Linked DNA regions of Rattus norvegicus: region 2 is linked to region 1. The links are chromatin contacts, called in public Hi-C maps. All regions are on one chromosome and are shown on one strand. Each heading gives the region's core, a stretch centred on a gene start, on an enhancer-like site or on the middle of the called end of the contact. The rest is flanking DNA. Distances are from core to core; before and after follow the strand shown. Region 1 has its middle 180 kb from the start of Tnks. Region 2 holds the start of Tnks (tankyrase).

Evidence for each region. A called contact is a pair of places that touch in the nucleus more often than the background predicts.
Region 2: a Hi-C map of Schwann cells shows a contact between it and region 1, with 10 times the contacts expected there. The contact joins the promoter of Tnks here to the enhancer-like site in region 1. A contact is called at or near these places in 7 of 12 Hi-C or Micro-C datasets (Schwann cells, frontal cortex, kidney and 3 more).

The regions. Positions count from the first base shown.
Region 1 is chr16:63,743,757-63,750,299 of GRCr8, forward strand. No RefSeq gene overlaps it. Among named protein-coding and RNA genes, the nearest start is that of Tnks, 180 kb to the right of the region's middle. Within about 2 kb of position 3,450, at least 9 of the 93 cell types and tissues checked have an H3K27ac peak or open chromatin away from gene starts, as enhancers often do. A contact at or near this core is called in Schwann cells, where this site is marked.
Region 2 is chr16:63,925,726-63,932,268 of GRCr8, forward strand. Tnks (tankyrase) reads left to right here and starts at 2,604. Exons shown (of 27, transcript NM_001106084.2): 1 at 2,604-3,271. The coding sequence starts at 2,629.

The DNA.
Region 1 (6,543 bases), core at 2,200-4,699:
CGAACAGCTTGTTATCGTGGGAACAGCCCCGTTCTTTTCTGTCGGAGTCAGATGATCAACGTTTTCCTGTGATTGGAAGCAAGTTGTTCCACGTTCTTGATCTGATGGCTCATCTGTTAGAAGAATTCGGGGGAGGGCCACAAGATTTCGGGCAAAGTCTGACCCTAGAGGAGAAAGCTGCCCAACTGTCTAGAGTAGTACGTAGTTCTCAACCTTCGTAATAAACCTTTTAAGACATTTCCTCATGTTGTGGTGACCCCCCCCTCCAACTTTAAAATTACTTCTTTGCCACTTCATAACTGTAGTTTTTCTTCTGTTGTGTATTGTGATGTAATGTCTAATATGCAGGATATCTAATATTCAAACCCTGTGAAAAGGTGGTTGGACCGCCAAGGTGGTCCCAACCCACATGTTGAGAACGGATGGTCTAGTGGGCTTAGAAAAGGACCTTCTAGAAGCACCTAGTCTTACTACAACTTGATATGTCTAGGCTGCTTGGTATCCTTGGGAGACCTTCCCTTTCTGAGGAGTAAGGGGGCGGGGGTGTGGGGGGACTAGTAGGAGAGATGGGAGGGGAAGTTGCAATCAAAACGTAAATAAATAACTTAATCAATTTTAAAAACGAAAAAGAAAAGAAAGGGCTGTTCTAGCGATGAGCGCTGTGCTCTGGGGTCACCACAATGTACACACATCTTGTCCTTGGATCCCCTTGCTAGCAAGGTATTGAGAGAGGTTAGATCATGTGCAGGGTAAAGTCAGTCATACCTGTTCTTTCCTGAGTGAGCACCGGGGTTGGGGCAGAGGGTCCTGGGAAGACAGAGTCCTACTATTCCCTGCATTTGTTTAAAAAAAATCGACTAGTTCTGCTCAAGGATTTGGCCAGCCTGGACTAAAGAAGCTTTGTTTTTCCCCCAAAGAGAAACTCATCTCCTACATCCTCTGATAAAGTAATGTTCTTTCTGTCCACCAGGGGGCGATTGAAGCGCGGCCCCAGATTCAGAACCAGGAGGAGCTGTGTCTGAAGAGAAAGCAGCAGCATGAAACCCACAAACCCTCTCAGCTTTTCTAGGATTCTGTGGTTAGGTCTCCACTCTGGTGCCGTCAGGGTAGATGCTACTGCTCCTCGCTGTGATCCAGAAAGGCCAATGCTCTCTCTCCCTCTTCTCTACCGCAGTTATCGAATTGCCCCAATACTCAGTTGATTATGGCATCAATCTGGGCCGTGCATAACGTCAAAGAGCTAAGTGGCTTCTTGCTCGAAGTATGGGCAGGTACAGCATTTATTTCATAAGCACCTACTGTCTTACAGAGCTCATGCCAACCGTGCCCTCATCGTGAGTAGAACCAGCCTCAGACACTAGTGTGGTCACCATCTTCCCTTCACTGTGTATAGCTAAAAAATGGGTCATCTCTGCTGATAGAGTAATTTTGTTTCTGGTTAAAAAGCTGTAGCTTGCGTATGTTTCCAAGGCCGGGACAGCAAAGAGGACGTGTTGCGATAAAAATAAAAAATGGATCAGCGGCTACCGGTACCCGCGGGTTCTCACTCCCCGTGGATCTGCGGGAGCCACATGCTCCAGCTGTTTCTCTACCAGCTGCACTGTCCCCTCGGCGGGTAAAATCAAAGTTCCAGAAACTTGTAGTTTAGTAATTAGATTTATATGTTAAGTACTCAATCTACAATACATCCACACAATAAATTCACCGTTGATTAATTAAAAATAGAAACCATCCACCTAGACACCTGGATTTGGATCATCCTGCTCTGTTGTCTCCATCTTGATTTCTCTCGTTCCTCCTCCTCTCTCCTTCTTAGAATTTTTCCCCGCCTACCCTTCTTCTCATCCAATGATAGGCTTCACTTTATCCCGGACCCGCCTTGCTGCATAATGACATCATCCTACAATGAAGGAGAGTAGAGTAGAGTAGAGTAGAGAGAGTAGAGTAGTGTAGAGTAGAGTAGAGTAGGGTAGAGTAGAGTAACATTTTTATCTGACCTCCAGCAGGGTCCCTTGCTTGGGGAACCTACCAGGTTTCCCTTCCCATCAGCTAAATAGGGACAATAATAGATACCAGGTGTCTTAGGGTTCCTCTATTGCTTCAATGGAACACTATGGCCAAAACACAAGTTGGGAGAAAAGGGTTTATGTGGCTTACACGTCCATATTGCTTGCCGTTCTGTATGGAAGAAGTCAGGACAGGCACTCGAACAGGACAGGAACCTGGAGGCAGGAGCTGATGCAGAGGCCACGGAAGGGTGCTGCTTACTGGCTTGCTCCCATGGCTTGCTCAGCCATGTCAAGGTTAGGCCCTGGTTTTGCCTCCCAGCCCCAAACTTCCAGAAATAAGACTCAGACTCAAGTTATATTTGCAAATACATTGACCATACAGCTAGGCTCTGCTCTGACTAGACCATAACTGAAGATAACCCACTTGTTTTAGCCTACATCTTGCACGTGGCTGGTTACCTGTGCCCTGGTCCATCTCCTCACATCTTTTCCGGTTCCTCTTCCCACCTCTACTCTCCCACAATTCTTTCTCCCCCCAATGTCCCACCTCTCTTTCCTGCCTAAACCATAGACCATAGGCTTTATGATTGGCAGGTGAGGTATCCATAGAATGTACAAGATGGTCTCTCTTCATCAGCCTGCTTCCTTATAGAACCCAGGACCACCAGCCCACAATGGGTTGGACCTTCCCCCATCTACACTAATTAAGAAAATGAAAATGCCTTACAGCCAGATCGTATGAAGGCATTTTCTCAACTGAGGGCTCTTTGTTCCAGATCACTGTAACTTGGGTCGAATAGACATAAGAGTAGCCAGCACACAAAAAAATTTTAGATTAAAAAAAGAAAGAAAACAGAGATAAGCACACAACTATCATAGAATTTGTCCAGGCTTCCTCTCTCTCTCTCTCTCTCTCTCTCTCTCTCTCTCTCTCTCCCTCCCTCTTCCCCTCCTCCTCCCCTTCCCTTCCCTCCTCTTCTCTCTCTCTCCCTCTCCCCCTCCCCCTTCCCTTTCCCCTTTCCTTCCCCCACTCTCTTTCTTTTTCTGTCTGGTCGTTTTGGAGCACAATGCAGACATAGCTGCTCAGAGGCCTAGGGCATGAGAGACTCTAGAGTCTAGGAGTTCAAGGTCAGTCTGGACTACCACTGTGAGACCCTCAACTCAAGAAGAAACACAAATTTCAAAAGGCAATCTCTCTTAATTTTCATCTTTTGCATCATGTCCTGGTCTATTGTGTTAGTTGGTACCTGGGGAGCAGAGAGATAGAAAAGAGAAAGAGAAACAAAGATTCAGGTCTAACTGCAATCAAGGTAGATTGAAGTTCCTTTCCGTCCTAGATAACCTGAAGTCCAATGCTGCCATTGTTCAGTCCTGCCCCAGCTGTGGCTACACCCTGCCTATCCATGTCTAATGCCACACCCCTGTGCTACAGTGACCAATCAGGATGCTCGTTCACCGGATCCCAATGATACAAACATTCCCATGCTTGGTTGAGGCTACTGAATTGAGACACTGCGTCCATAGAACTAAATTAGAATGATCTGTTCCTTTGGAGCATCCTAGGATTTGAGAGATGACTTAGCAAGCACCTCTGATCTCTCATTCTACGGGGTGACTCACTGATACCTAGCTTCCAAATCCTAACAGTGAGGTAGAAGCAAGCTCAAGGCTTACTTTACTCTGCCTCTTGACTTCCCAGTCAGTGTAAGCCATGCATTCCGATAGAAACCCATCACTCTTTGTGGTTTGTCTGCAGAGCTAGATAAGTAGGCTTTTGTGAGCTGGCCTTGGGAGCCTGCCATTATGTGTAATTTTGGAGCTGTGGGATATGAAGCCCACATTCTAAATGCCTGCTTTGCTGGTTTTCAGAATTTTCCTGAAGCATCACGTATATTGTGGATTATGAACAACCTGGGTTGTTCTGTTTTGCTTTCTGTAAATGACCAGAAATGGGATGAGAGTTGGAAGTAAATAGGGACATTCCTGAGTGGCAGAATCCCTGTTTGTGAAGGAGACTGACATGCTTCAGGAAGGGAATCAGGCTCATGCTGGTTCTTAAATGATTAGTCAAAGGGACTGTGAAGCACGACTCTCACACTTCAGCCTGGCTCTGTGTGTCAGTGTCCCTGTCTTAAAAGAGAGGAGAAGGGGTTGGGGATTTAGCTCAGTGGTAGAGCGCTTGCCTAGGAAGCGCAAGGCCCTGGGTTCGGTCCCCAGCTCCGAAAAGAAGAACCAAAAAAAAAAAAAAAAAAAAAAAGAGAGGAGAGGCAAAAACCCAAGAAGAATGTACTGAAAGTTGATACACACTGGTAATGTCTTCCACAGTGAGGACCAGGCTGTAGCAGGAAGATCAATTCTGCAGAACAAAACTCAGTAATGCCTTTGACCTGGGCATGCGGGCTGCATGTCTCACACGCACTGCCTCAGTGAGCTGAGACAAGGCCGAGGACAGGGGCCATTCTTAAGTCACCAGAGACGACGTGAAACACAGAGTAACACATGGCACACTACAATGATCTGACCAAATGTGTTGCTGTGACCATATGTCTCACCCCCAACACTTGGGCCGACAAGGAAACATCTTTACATTTAAGAAACACATTTAAAAAATATGTGTGTGCATGTGTGTATAAACACAGCAAGCTTCTGTTAGACACTGACAAGCTGGGTTTCTCAGGGAGTGAAAGAAAACTGTCATCATCATGCAGGCTGGGCACCAACGGCTTCCATCTATTAGGAGATGCTTTATCTCAGCCTTCTCTCATCTCAGTGGTTGAGAGCTCTCCGTTATCCTCTTCTTCAGGCTTTTGGCTATTTGTCCTTCAGACTTCTGGCAGATCTTAGCTGTCAGTGCTCTGTCAGTAGACCCAGAGACTGAGGCGTGATGACTTACAAAGAACAGAGGTGCGTTCACACTAACGGTTCTACAGGCTGGGGAGTCCAATCACACCATGCCTGCATCTGATTGGCTCCTGGCGAGGATCTCATTTTGCACTGAGTAGGGCAAGCAAAAGTGTATACTCCAAGTGATGCACTCATTCCCATCACCCAGAGAACAGTCTCTTTGCAAGGTCTCTGTCTCTTAATGCCACTTCCCAGCATGCTCTAGTTCCCAGCACCCTCGCACTGGGATCCAAGAGTCCACATGAGTTTTGATGGGGATTAACCATCCCTCTGCTTGCGTGGCTCCTTGCCTCAGTTTCTTGGCCTGTTTACTCTCTGTTTCCTAAAGGCTCTCCACAGAGCACAGCTCTGAAGATGTATGAACAAATAAATAATGGGCGTACACAAACAAACGCCTCAATCCCACTTCCTAAAGGAGACTCCGCCTACACGCAGGACCCAAGCTATGCCCTAGATGCAGAAAGCATTGTATGAATAGATGAACACATTCCACAACTTTTGTTAAACTTAAAAATAAATGCCTTTAATTATAGAACTTTAATTAGCCTTAATATATGAAAAGGCATTGAGAACGAACCGCGACCTCTCATGCCTTATACAGAAACTAATTCAAAACGGATTATGGATTTAAATGTAGAACTAGAAGGGTGTGTTCAATTTAAACAGATTTAAATGTAAGAGTAGAGCCAGCAAACTTTGAGAAGAAAACATAAAAGATTCAGGCCTGCGGGTTGGGAGAAAGGTTATTAAACACGACACCAAAGGGCAAGGCATGAAAGAACAAAATAAATTGGATTTCATCAAAGTGAAAAACTTTCGTGCTATGAAAGACCCAGTTAAGCAAATGAAAAGACAAGCTCCAGCCTCAGAGGAAATGTCTGTCATCCTGTGACTGACAAAGGGCTGACAGGCGTGTCCAACCTTTGACACTGGAACACAAGGTCGCCATCTACGAGTCCACGCTTGAGAACCAAACAACCGAGATAACAAAAAAGGAATGGAAAAGAAAAGGAAAAGGAAGTAATAACAAAAAGAAAGAAACACACACACACACAAACACACACACACGCACGCACGCACTTCCTAAGACTTTAAATAAGTTAGGATTCGGGGTTGATTCCCTTTCATAGCGTTCTGGGGGGTCTGGGGGGAGGACTACAGGTTAGACACACCTAGCAGAGTCTAGAGCTTAAAAAAAGAAGGTTTAAAACTCACCAAGCCTGGGAGTGGTGGTGGTGCATGCCTTTTATCCCAGCACTGGGGAAGCAGAGGCAGGAAGATCTCTACAAGTTTGAGGCCAGCTTCACCTATAGGGTGACCACCAGCACTGTGTAGAAAGCCTGCTCTCCCTCTCCAAAGAGAGGGGCTCAAGGGAAGGCAAACACAGCACATTCTCAGCAGCAAAAACACGGAGCTAGAGAGATGGCCCAGCACTTAGGAGTCCATATTGCTCTTGCAGAAGAACTGACTTCGGCTCCCAACACCCATAATGGATGGCTGACAACCACCTATGATTCCAGTTCCAGGAAGTTCTGTGCCTTCTTCTGGTGTCTTCAGGTACGTTTACTCTGGTACACACACACACACACACACACACACACACACACACACACACACACAGTTAAACAAC
Region 2 (6,543 bases), core at 1,354-3,853, 180 kb after region 1:
ATGGAGGGGGGAAACGAACTTTAAAAAAAGAAAAAAAATTCACAATTAGTTAAAATTAAAATGAAAAATAAAAGCACAAAAGTAGAATAAGAAAAAAATTCTTAATTTTAATTAACACTTAATCAAATGTGTTGTCTTGCAGGAAGGAAACCGGCAGAATGTTGGCTTTAATAGCCTGCTCAAATGTACACAGCCAGGAACTGGCAAAGGTTGAATTTCAATCGCAACAATCTGAAGCACCGTTTAAAATTGGGATCTAGCAAAGTCACAGTGTGTCGTTCGTGAGTGATGGCTATCCTGGTTGTCATCTTAACTACATCTGGAATGAACTACAATCCAGTAATGGAGGGCACACCTGTGGTCCAGATCTTGAGGGTGGAAGGCATAGGCTTCTGACATGGAATAATATACACTTTTGATCCAGATCTTGAGGGTCAGTGGCCATGAAAAGCTTATGCCCAGACAAGGGTTGCCCAGGAGACTGAGGCGAGCAGACCTGAATACAAAGCCAGTTTGGGACTGTGAGTTCCAAATCCAGCTGTGGTGGTACACACCTTTAATCTAGGCTACACCTTCTGCTGAAGGCCTACGTAAAAGACGTCGGAAGAAAGAAAACATAGCTCTTCTTTGCCTGCTTGCACTTACTTGTCAGCATATCAGTTGGAACCTACTTCTTCAGGATTCTAGCTTATACAGAAGACCAGCTGAAACAACTAGTCTCCTGGGACTGAGCAACCACTACATTCTTGGACTTCCCATCCACAGCTGCCCATTGTTGGGTTAGTTGGACTGCAGACTGTAAGTCATCACAATACATTTTCTTATAGAGAGACATTCTACAAGTTCCGTGACTCTAGAGAACCCCGACTGATGCACGGAGTGAGAAAACTTACAGGGAAAATTCTCAATAGACTGTGAGAATTTGGACCGACAACTGCCACAAATGCCAAGGAGCTCAGACAGGATGACTTTTTGTGCTGCTCTATCCAGAGCGCCTGTAATCTGAGAGGACAGGATGAATGGTTCAGAGACCTGCTTTACCTGTTATCTCCCAGCCAGCAAAGTGGAACAAAGAATTCAGTCATCCCAGACTTTGGTCCTGTCTCTCAGGTCAGGTGGTCTGCCTGGTCTTGGAGATTCTTGTCTGGTGCCTTTTCCCCTCCCCCATTGCTTGCCCCTGTCCCTTCTTAGTCTCTGTCTAGCTAGGTATGCATACTCCCAATGCCACTTAGACTCGCATGCCTCTCAAGGCACCCCAAGTTAGATTTAACTCTGAACAAGCAAAGCAAGCCTCTGTGGTCCGACAATACCCGCCCCTTCTCCCCAGCATAGCTGTAGACATTTTGTTCCATGCCTGCCAGCTATTTCATATTGTTGCTGTAACATGCCTACCAGCCTTTGACACAGAAAAATAGCTTCACTCAGAGCTATTTTTTTCAGACCCTGTTATGTTCTGTTATGTCCTGAGGTTTGTTAATCTTAAGACATTCCTCAAAGCTTTACGTAGGGCTCATCAAATTAAAGGTCAATATAAACTGTTATGTCAAAAAAAATGGCTTAAGTTAGAGCTGATCACCAGGCAGAACTTCCTGCACCTGCGTATGAGCTCATTGTGGTTTTTTCTTTTATAAGCTGACATAAAAAGATGTTGTAGTTCAGATGATTCTGAGCTATGTCCCTGGTCTGACCAGTATTAGGGTGTGCATTCAATAATCCGACTCTTAGACCCCAACACCGAGCTATTTGATAGCGTGTGTGTGTGTGTGTGTGTGTGTGTGTGTGTGTGTGTGTGTGTATTCCTTTCTCCAGTATTAAGACCACCTGACCTGAGAGACAGGACCAAAGTCTGGGATGACTGACTTCTTTGTTCCACTTTGCTGGCTGGGAGATAACAGGTAAAGCAGGTCTCTGAACTGTTAATCCCGTCCTCTAAGATTACAGGCGCACTGGATAGAGCAGCGCAAAAAGGCATCCTGTCTCCGCTCCTTGGCATTTGTGGCAAGAGTTAAATACCCTCTTAGAGAATAAGGTTATCCTTCCCTCCAGTCCTGTCTCTGAATGAGACCAAAGGAGATAGTAAGGTGTACAGATCCAACACTTCATTTAAAAATATTCCCAATGTGCTAATTTTAGTTATGTATTCTTCAGAGCGTTTTGTATGCATTAGCTCACTTCATCTCTGCAGACAATTTTGTGAGGTGGGTACTATTAATTCCATTTTCGGGCGAGGACATTTTGCTAAATGTTTGCACCAAGTTACATTCTAATAGCTTCTTCTGAAGTAAGACACCGCAGACTGACGGACACCTGGGAAAAGACTGAAGCAGTCCAAAGCAATCCCGCTTTGGAAGGAAGACAGAAGTTTCTCGGACAGGTAGTGGCTCGCCAAAACTTTCAAATCTGCCTTGCCAGCCCGCCAGGGCGTCACAAAGCCAGTCTCTCAACTACTAAGCCACGCCCCCAGGCTGGTTGTTCTCTAAGCTTCCAATACTTCCCTTCTTCTCTCCGACTCCACCCACTTCGGCAAGAATCATTTCCGGGTATGTTGACTTCTGATTGGTCCAGAATCCGGAAGTGAGGGCGGGCGGTGGCGCCGTTGCCGCAGTGACAGTACGGGGGAGTGGGAAGATGGCGGCGTCGCGTCGCTCTCAGCATCATCACCACCATCATCAGCAACAGCTCCAGCCCGCCCCAGGGGCTTCGGCTCCGCCACCGCCACCTCCCCCGCCGCTCAGCCCGGGCTTGGCCCCGGGACCTACCCCGGCCTCTCCCACGGCCGGCGGCCTGGCGCCCTTCGCCTCCCCGCGGCACGGCCTGGCGCTGCCGGAGGGGGATGGCAGCCGGGACCCGCCCGACAGGCCGCGATCTCCGGACCCGGTGGACGGCGCGGTCTGCACGGTGGCTGCTACGGCCGCGGCCCCGGCAGCTTCCGCCGCCGTCGGGGTCGCTCCCAGCCCAGCCGGCGGCGGCGGTAACAACTCCGCGTCGTCCACTTCTTCGCCTACTTCTTCTTCGTCTTCCTCTCCGTCCTCCCCTGGCTCGAGCATAGCGGAGAGTCCCGAAGCCGCCGGAGTTGGCTCCACAGCAACTTTGGGACCCGGGGCGGCGGGCCTTGGCCCGGGGGTCCCAGCCGTGAGTGGGGCCCTGCGGGAGCTGCTGGAGGCTTGTCGAAATGGGGACGTGTCCCGGGTGAAGAGGTTGGTGGACGCAGCGAACGTGAATGCAAAGGACATGGCCGGCCGAAAGTCTTCTCCCCTGCACTTCGCAGCAGGTCTGAGACCGTGTTTTACGGGTTTTGGAGCGGAGGGAGGGTGGTCGGACTAGGAAAAAAAAGTTACAGGTTGTAGTGGGACAAGTAGGGACTTGTTGGTGGTTCTTTTCCACCTCACCCTGAGAACTGAAGTTTAGTGTCCGTGTGTGTGGTGGGGGGGGTTGGAGGGGGGCGAGGTGTGAATTCACTCCTTGGCGTTTGCAACAGTGGTACTTCAACTTATGCAAACTCCGTGTAGCGCTCATCTGTGGATGTGGGCATACTTAAAACCTTTTCAGTTCGGAGTTGTGTCTGAGACAAGTTGGATTTGAGTAGCTTTAGGAATAGCTTTGTCGTTCGTGTGCTAGTTCGTTTTGTTTTTTACGACACGGTTTTGTCCTTTGAGTACGGACAGTCCGGGGCGAAAGAAGTGTAGGGTAACTCAACAAGTGTCCAAGAATCTCTCGTATTCTTAAGTAACACAACGAAAGACAATGGGGTTTGTCAAATTCCACCTTTTCTAAAGAAGTGGACAATCTGGAGAGACTACCCCCGGCCAGTCGGAGACAATAGTGATAAGGGTAGTGTGTGCCTATGATAAGGGACAGAGAGATCAGCTTTGAGGTCCAGTGTGTATTTACCTTGTCTCAGCTAGCTCATTTTCTTAGAGACAAAGATGATAGGTTGTTTGAGTGAGGATTTAGGAAGAAGTCTTCTGGCGGGGAAACTCAGCACATAGGCACAGATTTCTAAATGCTGAACTTTACTTTTCTTGCCTCTCTCCCTTCTGAGTAAGTAGTTGTTTTCTTTTAGAAACACAGAATATTTTTTATAAAATACAGAAATGTAGAACAAAAACAGAAGGGCCATACTCTCACTGCCTTGATACTTCTGGTTGATTTTTTTTTTAAATAAGGTTAATTAGGTTATGTACTTTAAAACAAGTACCTTTGAAGTTTGTACTTCACATATATTATAAATTCAAATAGGATAGAAAGATACAAAATTAAAAGACACACTTTTTAAAAAAGTATCAAAAATTCCTCTTTTAAATGTTAGTTTTCTTGAGTGTGTGTGTGTGTGTGTGTGTCTGTGTCTGTGTGTGTCTGTGTAGGTACAAGAGGGCAATTCCCTGGAGCTGGAGTTACAGGTAGTTGTGGGTCACCCAGCTTGGGTGCTCAGCTACTCTGGAAGAGTAAGCTCTGTTTAATTAACTTCAGAGCATCTCTGCAGCGCCCTTTCTGTCTTGAGATGCTGTCTGAGCACCAGAACTCTGTTTTTGCTGGGAAAGCACTTTACCCCTGGGCTACATACACCTCCAGCTCCTCTTGCTGTGCATTTCAGTGGTGTTACTCCTTCAGTTCTGTAAACGTAAGCTTAGAACTTAGGAGAACTGCGATTCTCGTTTTACAGATGATAAAGCGAGGCACACGTGAGTCTAGTTCTCAAGTAAAGTAGTGAGACATTGACGTTGAGTCAGCAGTTTGATTTAGAGCCTAAGCCATAATCTATAGGTGGGTTTGTATGCAGGGCACAGCTCCTAAGTTACTTGGTGTTTGGGGAAGAAGGTAGTAGTCTGGAGCTCATGGAGAAGGAAAGCTAGTGATTTTTATTTGTTTTTGTTTTTGTTTTTTTTTTAATTTCAGCCATTGCTTAGAGTTTGTAATGTTGCAGTGCAATCAGAACTTTGAGGAAATGGAAACTGCACCCTTCCTTGCTTGTGTGTTTGTATACTTTTCCACTTCACTTGTAGCAAATTGCGTCTGTGATCCATTAATGGACAGTGATCAGTGGTGTGAAACCCATTGGGAATGGTCAGATTACTGGGTCTGTGCTCCATATTAGGCAGAACTAGTGAGTGTGATGAATTCGCTTATAAGTAGGCTTTCAGCTACGTAGATGAAAAGTCAAGACTCTTGCTTGTTTTATATGAAATAGGATTTCTTTTTCTTGTCTGGCTTTTCTTTCTTTCCTAGTTCTCATTTTCTCTGTTTCTTGAGAGAAGTCTGGCCAGGCTCAAGGTTCTGCCTCAGCCTCCCAAGCCCTGGGATTTCAGCCATGCGCCACTACACAATTTCCTTTTCTTTAGGCTAAATGAAAGGTCTGAGTCTGATTTAATAAATCATCTGAGACCGTTTACTTTCCAAATCAAGCAATATGTTGTCTCACAGATGACCAGCTATCAACTACTTACGTTTGTTTCTGCATCACTTCACTCATTTAGTGTTGGTCCACACAGAAGAAGGCTTGTTTCCCGTCATGGCTTCTCTTCACCACAGATTGCTTAGGATTCATTCCTGGGGTTTATGTGTATGCTCATCCATCAGACTGCAGACAAGAAACAGCCTTACGGAGTTACTTTGCAGTTAGGAGTACCTAACAAATTCTCCACCGTAAAAACTAGTTAACCTACACTTTCATATTTGTTTGTATAACACTAAGTCTAGTTTCCGTTAGCTGTGGACTGAGTAGCTAAGAGTTCTTGTTAGTTGACTATTATTTGACTGAAACTATAGTCATTGTTTGTCCTGGAAGAGCTTTTTTAAGGATAAGAAGTAGGCAAATGTCTTAGATGGAAACATTTTAAGTTATTTTGTTTTATGGGTGTAGTGTTCTTATTGGACAAAAACATGCTAGAATTATGGGGTGTTGGGTTAGGTTAATGTCCAGATTGGAAGGCCAAGAGTTCCTGGAAAGTTGTAGGGCTAAGGTAATGAGTTTTATAGAGCAGCTGACAACATGACAGAGAAAGCCAGTGAGCAGCAGGATAGGTGAGTAAAATAGAACTTAGACTATGGAATACTCTCATCCTACAATTGCTGAGTTTGATACTTTGAAAGAAAGTGAACTCAACCCATATTCAGGAGGCAGTGATTACACAAGCTATATATACTTAGAGTTCCTTGTTAGCGGTAGGGATGTGTTTGGAGAAATCAATCATCCATGTGATAGATTTTGTTGTGTGTGACCATCACACTATGCGTACAGACACCTGGATGACCATCACAGTGTGCCTACAGACACCTGGATGACCATCACACTGTGCCTACAGACACCTGGATGACCATCACAGTGTGCCTACAGACACCTGGATGACCATCACAGTGTGCCTACAGACACCTGGATGACCATCACAGTGTGCCTACAGACACCTGGATGACCATCACAGTGTGCCTACAGACACCTGGATGACCATCACGCTGTGCCTACAGACACCCGGATGGCACAGCCTGATGTACGTGTGTGCTTTGTGCTGTTGCTTTCAGACTTCATGAGTGTCCAGTGCACACTGA